2 separate regions of the Anas platyrhynchos genome follow, and region 1 is linked to region 2. The links are chromatin contacts, called in public Hi-C maps. All regions are on one chromosome and are shown on one strand. The core of a region is the stretch at or near the end of the contact, and the rest is flanking DNA. Distances in the headings are between cores, read along the strand shown.

Region 1 (5,981 bases), core at 1,644-4,143, 140 kb after region 2:
GCGGGGGGAAGGGCACCACTTTGAGATTCATTTCAGCAAGAAAGAAAACATCACAGGCAAGCAGAATTTTAATAATGATATTGTAGCAGGTCAGTAATTAGCTATGGCTTCCTCTAGCTTTCAGTGCTTCACCGGTTGCCAATTTCAATGACTAAAGTTCATCCAAGAGTAATAAATGCAAGCACTTAGCATTGCTTCACAGACTGGATCACAAGCTAATACCCCAATCTACACAGTACACACAGGAGGCTGTTTATTGCATCGGGTTGCTTTCTCCCTGCACCCCAAAATAATACTTGTTACTTCTTTTCTCCCTCAGGGTCAAACTGTTTCAGATCTTGGATTTCAAATACAAGGGTGAGACTTTTCAGGCTAGAAAATCTTCCCCACAAGATGTTTAAAGGGTCTCAAATGAACTAAGTGCATTTACCTCTCCATTACTACTCCCAGCACCCTCAAAAGCTCGTCAGTGTACTTACCATCCTGGGAGACCTCCTGTGTGGATGTGCTTCTGTAGTCTGATGTTACTCCCAACTACACAGAGAGGAGATGGTGCACACGCTTTTCACCAGTAGATTTATTTCAGGTTCTTCTGTTTTCTTCCTCCTCCTGCTGAGTACTTCCTCTTAAGCACCGAGTTCCACAATGAATACTACAGAGACAAGTTGCCATCTAGCTGTTGCTACTCAATTCTTAGGTTCCAGAACCTGATCTCCACCTATCTGGCATAACTTCCCACAATTCAGACTCTGTTGAATGACTAAATTCTCATGGTGTTCACTGATGTAAGTTTATTGCCTAGCTCAGCACAAGAGGACACTGCTTGAAAGAATTACTCAGCTTTTGGTGCTGTTTGTGCCTGGGACATGGCAATATTCTCACTGCTTCATTGTCAGCCCATCAGAAACTTCATTTCAAACTTAGGAGCAAACCCTTCAATGCCACCTCTCTACCTAGCTCCTCTTGCTTATCAAACTCTTCTGCTCAGTTGACCTTGGATATATGTAAAAGAGCAAGCTAGCTCCTTTGAAATAATACATCTTAGAGCTTTCATAAATAAAATGTATCTGGAATTTGATGAGAAATTGTTGAAGGTGAAGGTTATGTGCAATGTTGAGTTTGAGGCAGCTTCTAAGAAATCATGTCTCCTGCAAAAATCCAAAGGTTTTACGAAGTCAATACTACCCAGGTAGCCACTTTGCTGTAATTCTCCAGGCAGTCCCTCGATCCTGTTGAAATGAATAATGCAGTTCCCTGCTTTGGCATCTGAGGGAGGTCGCTCTACAGTGACTGTAGATGGAAAAAATAGGAGCCAGAGGATAGGTCAGGTATAGCAGAAAGAGGCCTTTCTCTGGGAAGATAATGGTATTATGAATCTTCTGCTTTCCCTGGGACCAACAGAGCAGTTACTAAAAGGAGGCCAAATGTGATAAAAAAGGTCATGGAGTTGATATGAAGCCTGTGTGACCAGACAGCTCACTCCTGAATGTACTGCTCTACACAGATTACCCATCACTGGGAACATCTTAAGTCTCCATTAAATCTGGGCTGGGTCCAGGTGAAGGCTACTCCCACCCCTTTAGCCTCAAGTTACCAGAAAGCTGCAGACAGGATCCTGCATGACCTAGCCTTTGTCTGCACTCAGAGAGAAGAGGCAACTCCAGTGAGCAGCCATGCTAAAGGTCCAAATTGCTCTGGAAGTGCCCCTGTTCCTCCACTGACTTCAGAGGCTGAGCATCCAAATTACACATCGCAGCAGCCAAGTGTGTGATGGGTTCAAGTCAGCGATGCACGTGTGAGCAAGCTTAGCAATAAGCTGCCTCGCTCTGTTTGTACACTGGACTGAAATTCTGGCATAAACTATGCTGACGTAAATAACCAAAGCTCCCATGGATTTCATGGGCTTCAGGATTTCACCTCACAAGAAGCAGCATATTTGTATGAAGTTCAGGACTTTTCTCTGGTCGCTTCCAGCTTTAACGCTAAGGTAGTGCTACATCGTACTTCTTCATGACTGTATTAATACATCCTGGATGTATTAAAGAAAAGTCTGGAAGCAGGAGCTAACAACAACCTCCTGGCTCCACGCAGCTAAGGAGTCATTGCTCCAGTATCACCAGTTTAGTTCAGACTAAGAGAGGCTGGACTGTATCACAGGACCAGCAACACTCCAGCAGCACAAGCTCAACCTCCGCACACACGCTGCTCTCCTCTGCAGATCTCCCCCATGATTTAAGACCTATTCTTTAAACTTGGAAGCACACAGCACAGTCTCAAGCCAGGGTTCTCTGAAATGACTTCTGCTGTGCCAGAGGTTGTGAGCAGTCAACTTGAGGTGGTACAAAGATGCTGGTTTCCAGAGACTGCTGTTCCCAAAGGATGCTTCCAGAAAATTGAATCATTTTTCTCCTCCCCCTTGGCAGCTCTCTAAGCACTTACAGCTCTGATTTATCTCCTCATCCTCCCCCTTTCCAGCCTGCAAAGGGCTGTTTTCCCTCTGCTTATCTGATCCCACACAGCAGCCCAGCATCAATCACACATTTCTGCCCTTACCAGCAGTGTTGTAGTGGTGAGCGTCTAAGGATGGAAGTGGGTTTGTGGGGGAAGGAAAATGATTTGTGTGACCCACTTACACATTGGGGAGGGGAAGACTGGCAAATTTCAGGGCAAACAAAAATCTGCTTTCTTCCTCCACTTCTGTTTCTCAGAGGAGGCTCCTTCTGCCAGCTGCTGACTTGCTGCCTTCCCCCACGCAGAGTAAATAAATCTCTCACCTTACAGTTGGATGCCACTCTCCAGTTAGCACACTCTCTTTACAGCCATGCTCGGTCTCCAGTTTGTTAGAAACGTGTATTACAAGACAGAGTGAAAGATCTTTATATGTGGGAGGTTTGCTGAGAAGAAACTGTCGGTTTAACATGTTCTCGTCTCGGAGAGCTAAGAATAGACAGGAGCGTCACTATCACTGCAGAGATTACTACAGAATTACACTTTCATTTTCATGAGGACCAAGCTGCCGGGCTCCGGACGCCAACAGCCAGCAGCAGGATGGCAAGCACAAACAGCCAGAGGCCTTACGCTCGAGAAGGAAAATGCTCGATCTATACTTTGTGCCAAAAGACTGTGACGCTCAAAGTAGCTGAAAGAAAATGTCATTTCAGGTCAAGAACGGGGAACTGATTCAGCTGACAAGCCTAGAGAAAATTTCTGTTTAAATCAAAGTTTGGCTTTCTGTTTGAAAATGTTTTTAAAGATTTACTCACTTTCAACTGTTTTAAAAGTTCAATAAATACATTGAAGTATGAACCTTAGACTTAGAACATTTCATACGTGACGTATTTGGAATATGTTTTTTGTTGCTGTTGTTGTTTTTTAATCTAAAACTCAGTGCTAGTTAGCTGTATTTTGATTGGAAGAGCTTATTAAAAAAAAAAAAAAAAAAAAAAAAGAAGGAAATCAGTGATTTGCATAGCTCTATGTTTGCTCTTTCAGAGAGGACTTTCCTGTCTCAGTTTTGTCACTTCTCCTTCATGGCACATACCCTGCAGTTGCACCTAGGAAATATGACCTACAAGGATTAGGAACAACTTCAGTGTGTTCTGTCTTTCTGTGACCCGTGGGTGTCACTTTTATTTTTCCCTTTCCTTTTGCTCCTACAAGTCGGTTGTTGACACATGTAATAGAGTTACTGCTGACTAAGCCTTTTCTGGCACTAATTCTTTTGGCAAGTACGGTATTTTTAGTGATTTTACTTAAGAGGAGGAAAAAAATAACAACAAAAAAAACAGGGAAGAATCCTAGTGCGTATTATTTTCTGATATACATAGATTTTTTGGTTTCCTTGGTCATCCCTCATCATTCAGAGATCTAAGCAGCGGATGCACTAGCAGACTACACCTAGGTAACTGCACCTGGCATGCTTCTGTCTCTGCAGGACAGCACCCAAATTGCTGCAGCCCTCCCAAGGAAAACACCACAGTCCCCCAGCCAACCTGCCCACTGCTGCCCCAAGCCAACCCCACCTAACCAGGAGGGGCTGAGGCCAGCAGCCTTGCCCATTTGGTCCACAAAAGCCCCTGCTGAAGCAGCATGGCCCTCCCACACCATGGTGGGAGGCTTGAGGGTCTGGTGGTAGACTTTCACATCAAGTCTTTACATCACAACCTGTCTCTGGTTGCTCAACAAACTTCAACCCTAACAAAGGGTCCTGAAAACCTCGCTCCTAGAAAGACTTTTTGGTATTCCTTTCTATGCACACATGGAAAAGTCAAACTCTGTATTTCCCAGCAGAGATTAGGAGGTTAAAAGACCCAAGCAGGATTTCAGCTGAACACGCAGCGGGAAGATGCGCAGAGATCGGCACATTTGCCTTCTATCACTTATTTTTAAATTGTGCCAGATAGCAGCTTTCATCATGATGCAAATGTTTGGCCACAGTTCCACTACCTCTGATTTCTGTTCAGTCAGCGTTCACAAACTGGTGAAGTGGATGCACTATTGATTTCCAAAGAGCACTTTGCATAGCATCCAAACACAAATACCACCCCATCCTGTTGGGGAAGCCTGCAGAGAGGTAATACTATGTGCAACTCAGGACTGTGGTTTAGAGAACAGGGAAACCTTCTCTGCTGACACAGCAGACAGACTTAAATAGAAAAGCTTGAGAAAGCTTCTTATAAGGCAGATTTTTATTTTTATTTAAATAACCCCCTTTCCTAAAACTCTTAACTCTAAGTACAAAGGTGTCATTAATGTTCAAGGATCTTATGCAAAAGTCTTCAGGGAATGGGAAGTCACTCAGTGAGCCTGGTTCGGTCCTAAATTTTTTTTATTCCTTTCTCTGCACTTTAGTTCTTGTTGGAAACCATGCAATGTTCTTGTACTATTGTTGCTATTGTACTATTGTGCTATTGTACTTCCTAGAGAAGCTGTGCTAACACAGAGGATGTGGAGCCAAAGTCCAGCTCAGCACCGAGCAGGGCAGGTGAAGCTGCAGGCACCTGAAGGCTGTGCAGAAGGAAAGAAGGAATTAATACTGTTTCTAAAGTGCCAAGAAAGATGCAAAGGTCAGACAAAACTCCAGGAAGAATAGAAGACAATGATGTAGTGAAAGAAAAAAAAAATCATAATTCATTTACATTCATAATAAATGTAAAAATCCAACATACAAAAAATGAGGGCAAAAGAGTGAGTACAAGTAGTTTTCTATGATCACCTGCTGGGGCATGATCATACCCAGGCTGGATTTAACGTTTTAAAACACCACTGTTAATCATGGCAATGAGATAAAACAGTAGCAAAATTAAATTACATATCACCATACAGAAGTAAGAGGTAAGACCACCCTCAGGTGACGGGGACTTGCAGACTTCAATCCCAGAGCAGGGCAGAGGGGACTCCTGTACTGCTAGAGAGGGACTTGCCCCAGCCACAGGTGGCACCAGAAGGGATCCAGCTGCACTGTTATGTCTTCAGTTGCTGGCAAGTCTTTCGTTACGCTGTGCTTATTAACACCAAAGTAAACAGGTAGTTGGAAAATTTAGTCCACTGAGCACTTACTCTCAACAAATTAACACACAAAATTCCAGAATCGTATTGTCACATGATATAAGAATGATTTATTAGAGCAACTTTATGATAAAATTATATAAAATAACAATTTATTTTATTTTTTAAAGACGTCCACAATATCACCTTGGAACAAAATGTACAGATACTGCCTATAATCCAAACAAAAATAAATTACCATTAAAAAAAGCAGAAAAAAAAAATCAAGGTAGGAGAAACAAATCAAAATTATACACAGCATTTCCAGAGGGTGTGGAAAAGAGAAAGTCATTAATCAGTTCAAGTTATACAAATGTGTTTCAGCTTTACTCTCAAACAGCTCAGCTTGCATTTGTGTTGCATGCAAATGGAATGATCCAGTGAACAGTTCAGAACAGCAGAATCAGCAGCATAACAACAGCAGATAGTGAAAT
Region 2 (6,086 bases), core at 1,486-3,985:
GTGTATGTTATTCAGTCTCACTTTCTGTGTAAGATATTAGCCTGAAATGAAAGAATTGTAAATAAATACTTCTGTGATAAGGGCTGTGTAGGAACGAGAAAAGAGAGTCGATAAGGTAGTAGAAAGAATGCTCAAGTTAAAATAAACACGTTCCAGTATTATGCAACTGAAAAATCACAGCACTTCAGTATACATTTCAAATAATTTTGCCCACATCACAAGAAAACCGTGAAATTAATAACAACATTTGCAAAATATTTAACAGAAGTTGTTGGATCTTAACTGAGTACTTACTGCATACACACAGCAGACAAGAAGAAATACTTACAGCCAATATCCAACGTTATAACAGTTTCACCCAGCTTGGACTGCTTGCAGACAGGGCTCTTTTTGTTTGCCTGGGCTTTCGCAGTCCGAAAGATTACCGAAGAGGCAAATGTGACCTGCAGCAACACAGGAACCAGCAGCTCAATGCTGTGAAAAGCAATAGTGCCTCCAACTATTTAAGCAATTAAGAGTGATTTAATAAGATCAATTTGGCATCTGTGAACTACATATGCGACGCTGCCTTTGTCGTTTCAGATCCATCTCAACTCCTCAAGCATCCTTCCCACCGAGGGGTTGCTTTTGGCAGGCGTGGGGGCGTTCAGAGCTGCAGTAACACCACGTTTTATAGAGACCGGTCACTATGAGACATTCTCAGCAGAGAAACAGAACAAATCTTGATTTTTTTTTTCTTTTTTTCTTTTTTTTTCCCTCAGAGCTTACCCCGATGGAGCAGCCAGGCACTACCCCCGGCGCACACCCACCTGGGCTGGGGACAGCTCCAAGGGACCGGGGGGGCTCTGGGGAGGCCGGACCGGGCACCGGGAGCCCCTCACAGCCCCTCACAGCCCCCCAGGACCCTCCAATCTCCCCGGGGGCTCCGTGAGGCCGGCGTTTCACCCCCGAGCAGAGGCACCCCCGGAGCGCCTCCAGCCCCACGAGTGGCTCCGAGGGGCAGCGGCGGAGGCGGGGGGGGGGTGTCCGCAGCCTCCCTCCAGGCTCCCCCCGGGGCACACCGAGCCCAGCCCGGCTCCCCCAGCAGCCGAGCTCGCCTCAGCCCCCAGCCCCTGGCCTCCAGGCCCGTGTCGGGCAGGGGGGAGCAGCCTTACCCCGCCGATCCAGCGGCCCGGGCCCAGGAGGGAGGTGGCCGCAGGTCGCTATGGGCGGGACGAGGTGTGCCTGCCTGGCGGCGGCCTGCCTCCCCTGCCCGACCTCCTCCCGGCACATCTGCGCCTTCCCCTTCACCACCTCCTCCTCAGCTTTCTCGGCTGTTGCCCTGGTGAAGTCCCCGCTCCTCCATAGTTCGGTGTCGGGAGGAAACGCTTCGCGCTGAGGGCGCAGAGGAGCTGTGGGTGCCCCATCCCTGGAGGTGCTCAAGGCCAGGCTGGATGGGGCTTTGGGCAGCCTGGGCTGTGGAAGGTGGCCCTGCACATGGCAGGGGTTGGAACTGGATCATCTTTAAGGTCCCTTCCAGCCCAAACCACTCTGTGATCCTCTCCCACTTCTCTGGATCAACAGGTCCTTCTCTCATCCACTGTCTGTGCCCCGGGGCCTCTGCTGTTCCCATGGCCTTCACCTTCGTCTCCCTGGGTCAGGGAGTGGAAGTCAACTCCCACCCTCCAGAAAGAGCCAGGAGATCGATTTTAAACTCATGGCATGAAAGAAAAAAAAAAAAAAAAAAAAAAAAAAAGTATTCATATTTTCTCGTTTCTGTAATCTGGCAAGCTAGGGACGTGCTGGTTGATGGTGGCGATTCATGCTTGTTCTTAATTTGAGAGCAGCTAACGTTCTCACATAATCACAAAATTCCAGGACACAGACTGAACAAAAAAGCAAAAAAGAACAACAACAACAAGAAAAAAGCCTCAATCCACCCAGTAATATAACCCCATGATAAAACGCTAGGAACAAGCCAGCTGCAGCCTCTCCGGATCTTTTTCTCTCTCCCTCATTTTGCCCTGTGAGGGACTAGGTTGTCCCCTTTCTCCTGTCTTTACTGAGGCTGGGACTCGACCCCCTGGCTGTGTCAGATAAAGCTGGAAGCTGTGGGTCCCTGGGGACAGGCCACCCCCCCAGCCTGAGGGGACTGTCCCTTCTCGTCCATCTCTTGAGAGTGGCAGAAGGGCTGGAGGCAGCGTGCCCGAGGCTGTGCTCCACATCTGCGAGGCAGAGGGAAGAGCACAAAGAACACTCCTCAGCCTCCCCTCAGGGTGTTGGCAGTAACTCCCTGTCCTCGGGGCTGGGTTTAAACTCTGGGCAGTCCCAAGCAACAAAGGACAGTTGTAAAAGCAAGGAAAAAGGTTTTCTGGAGCAAGGCCCAAAATAAAAAGCATTTTCTAGGCATTACAGTACATATGTTTTTCAGCCCAGGCACAGATACGTGCGCTCCCCTCCCACACATCTGACTCTCATTTCAGGCTGTAGTGTTTTATCTGAGGGCGAGAGGCTGACTTTGGGAACAACGCCCAGACGCAGAGCCAAAAGAACTTTATTGGCAGGTCTCTGAAAGATTTTGTTTGTTTGTTTTCTTTCTGCTTTGGAGCCATTTCTTACCCTCCATGGCCATCCCGTGGCAGCCTGCAGCTCCGAGGAAACCTGACCAGCTCAGCGAGACTGTGATTCAGTCCCAAAGCTTCTGACTTGTTAGCTTCTTAGGATAGCGTCATCATCCTGCACTGCAGTAAGTTTGTGCTTCAGGGACCTCTGTGGTTCCGGCGGCCCTCTTAAGTTTTGAAGGGAGCTCATTTTTATTTTATTTTTTTTTTCAGTGCCAAGATTGTTTTGCACAGCTTTACATTTTCACTCCTCAAAGCAAAAGGCAGCAGACAGACAGTGCAAAGGCTGAGACACTCCCCTCATACCACGCATTGCATCCGGAGGGGAAGGGACGCGTGGGTTTTGCAAACCCGAGTCTGCCCTGCCAAATTCAAGCTGCCTTTACAGTTGGGTAAGCAGAGCCGTGGAAGAGCTGGTGAGAGTCAGGAGCTGCCCCAGGTCTCAGAAACCCCACTGTAAGAGCAGGAACACACCTTAAAATTCTACCTGGGAAATCACCAGTTGCTAACTGAGGCCGTACAGGAGAAGCAATGGTGCCCCAGAGCCCACGCTGCACCACCTGCTGGACGCACCTACTAATGCCTCGCTCTCGGGCAAAGGCAGCTAAAAACTCACAAAATCACCCCAAGAAATATCTCCTCTGGGTATTTAGGGCAGGTTTTAAAATCAGAGGGAATCAGCGTGAGGTAAAGTGGATTCCACCTGACCCATCTGAATTAGCATCTCTTGACTCAGCCCAGCTGAGAGACAATGCTGTGAGTGCAGCAGCTGCGAATCCATGTTTTAAATGACACCCTCTTCTAGGCCAAAAATTTAAATGGAAAGCAGTATCACAGCTGGATTAACAGTTTTTTCCCTCAGATTTCTGAACTGGGGACAAAATTCCTGTTATTTGTTTGGTGTGTAAGTCTTGTGACTTTGTCTGGCATAAAACAGGGTTTGGGATTTACCCTGTAATTCCTGCTTTAGTTCTGTAATTTCTTTCTGAACTATCACTTCTATTGAAAATGAATAAATAAATAAATAAATCCAGTCTTTATGTAAAGAATCAGTCTGCAAAAAGCTTCAAGCATGGACTATATTTATATATTTATACACTTCAATGTATACAAGTAGTAGAGCAGAACCTCACTACTCACTGATACAAATGACTGATCTAACTGAACACTAACCGGCAGCTTCTATTGCTGCTCCTGCCACCATTCCTCCTGGAAAATTGTTTGAGTTCAGTACATATACTCTAGAATTATTCTTTTTCATTTTGTCTTTCAGGGGAAAAAAAAGAAAAGGGAAAACCAAAACAAAACCACCTAATTTGCAATAAAGAAGCTCAATAGAATAGCTGAAAAATATTTACCTTCACAGAAAATCAGTACCACACCACTGTAATATGAATTTTCACTCATTTGTGGAGTGATCTGGTCCTGAATTATTGGATTATGTGGTTCCCTGTAAACAACTAAGGTGATATTGATGACTGCTTTGTTCATTCATTTTCCCTCCTGGTAAAAACAAAACAAATAATAGCTTTGTATTTTCAGTATTTCTTTTTCTTCCTTTAATTGAAACATTAAACAAAATTAACTTGCTATTTAAATGATGAACATTTTCTTTATATTAAATATTGGATATTTAATATAAATAAATATTATTTTCTTGAAAAAAAAAAGAATATGTTACATTTATCTACACTGGCTTAAAATGACATTCAGCAAGTAAAAAGAAAGGTCAATTTTGGGTGACTCAAAACCAACTTTTCAGTAAATAAGCTGTCTTTTCAGAAGATGAGTAATAATCTTTTCTCAGTGTAAATACCCAGGTTTTCAGATGTTTAGGACATCAGCAGTCATTTCAACAGCAGAATGGAGTGCTCATTTTTTTGAAAAACAAAACAAAATAAAACAAACAAACAAAAAAACAACAAAAAATTGCAGAGGTCGTCTCTAAACATTGGTTTAATTGATCAGCTGTGGCTCAAATTTGACAGTACGGTTCATAATTCCACTAAACTTCCTCCTGGCACAACAATGTTGAGATACCTTCCAGCTTCACATTGCTGTTGGTGTCACAGTGCAGATATTTCAAAATATCAGTAAAATCCTTTGTCTTTTTCCTGATTGAGAAATGAGGATGGCAGTGCTTCAGGGCAGACACTTCTCCCCATTGCAAGGTGTGTCTGGATTTCCTGCAACCCCTATGAAATATTTGCTCTGTGGCACCTCTAGCAGTTAGTATTTTGGCTAAAGGATCAACCAGTGTATTTTCAACAGCAGGTGGCAGCTCTCCCTTGTGTCTCTTGCATGCAGGCAACAATATTGATGCTTCTGTGCGAGGCAAGTCATCCCCTCTACACACTACATTAAAGAGGTATTGGAGCACCTGCTTTATGTGCTGACCACGGAAAAGCCATTTCACAGGACCCCTCCACTGTCTGTCTGTAGAAAGGCCTACTTACAAAAAAGTCAACATCCTTTGCCAGGAGATGTAAGATGTATTTTAGGTCCCTCTCGTCTTCCCTGGGGTGTGGAAGATACACACATGAGATGGATGTGCCCTGGGTTCAGTGGCTGTCCTCAGCAATTCTGTCCAGCCCAGAAGTGTCATTTCAAAACAAAGCTCACATTTACTTCTGTGGATAGTCTGTTCTGTGGAAAATCACTCTGGTTTTCAGAGTGATTTTAAAAAGCCCAAACTAAATGACTTTTGGGGAAAGGCAGTGAAGTGCCATTTCACTCTGGTGGTTCATGGAAACACCATCTTCCAAAGCTATATGTGGGCTGCACTCCTTGAAGAACCCCCAGCATGTTACCTAACACATGTGCCAAAAGGAGACTCGAACCTTTCAGAGCTCCTGCAACATCCTGAGGTGGTTCTTGTGCTATATATAAAGGGCCAGGTGCTAGAGGCACCTTCCTATTTGCCAACTCTTTGCCACCACTCCATCATCCAGTGACACTTCTAGATTGAAATCCTTTCCTGTCCTCAGCTGTTTTCCCTTCTGTTGGCAATCCCACTTGCTGAACCCCTCATTTCTTTTATCAGATTTTCTTTTCTACTCCCCGTTTGCCAACTGTTCTCTCTTCTGCCTTTAGCGTCCTTAAAACTCAGGGAGCTACAGCTTGGGGCCCTAAGGAAGAGGTGGCACTCATGAATTCTTGCTATATGGGGCAAAATGTCTCCTGAGTAGCAGAATAATTTGGTGGCAGAAGCAGGAGGCTGCTAACCTCATGCCTGCTCTTGGTATGGCAAGCAACAGTCCATAAATTTCAGGAGATTAAAGGTGGTCTTGAGGTCCCATTGCACTTCACCGAGAGCGTGGCAGGCACGCACCTTGTAAGCAAGCACAACATGTCAGCAGCTGCTCATGTGGGTTTTATCACCCTGCTGCAAAACCAGGAGAACTGTCAGTGCTTTGGCATTGCTCCAGGGCTGCTATTCCTGGATCCCACAGAAGACCCCTCCGAGGTCGCACTGTGAGATAGCTT

The links. Hi-C and Micro-C count contacts between places; a contact is called where the count stands out from the background.
Region 1: a contact with region 2 is called in a Hi-C map of F5 follicle, with 2.6 times the contacts expected there. The contact joins the promoter of PLD4 here to the promoter of CLBA1 in region 2. A contact is called at or near these places in 5 of 8 Hi-C or Micro-C datasets (F5 follicle, liver, skeletal muscle and 2 more).

Annotation. Positions count from the first base shown.
Region 1 is chr5:9,065,969-9,071,949 of IASCAAS_PekinDuck_T2T, forward strand. It overlaps PLD4 (phospholipase D family member 4), which reads right to left and starts at 2,894. Exons shown (of 11, transcript XM_021275836.4): 1 at 2,775-2,894; 2 at 480-652. The coding sequence starts at 482.
Region 2 is chr5:8,922,364-8,928,449 of IASCAAS_PekinDuck_T2T, forward strand. CLBA1 (clathrin binding box of aftiphilin containing 1) reads right to left here and starts at 2,736. Exons shown (of 7, transcript XM_013105119.5): 1 at 2,599-2,736; 2 at 329-443; 3 at 1-41. LOC119717018 (a long non-coding RNA gene) reads left to right here and starts at 2,587. Exons shown (of 2, transcript XR_005265949.2): 1 at 2,587-2,725; 2 at 2,814-3,887.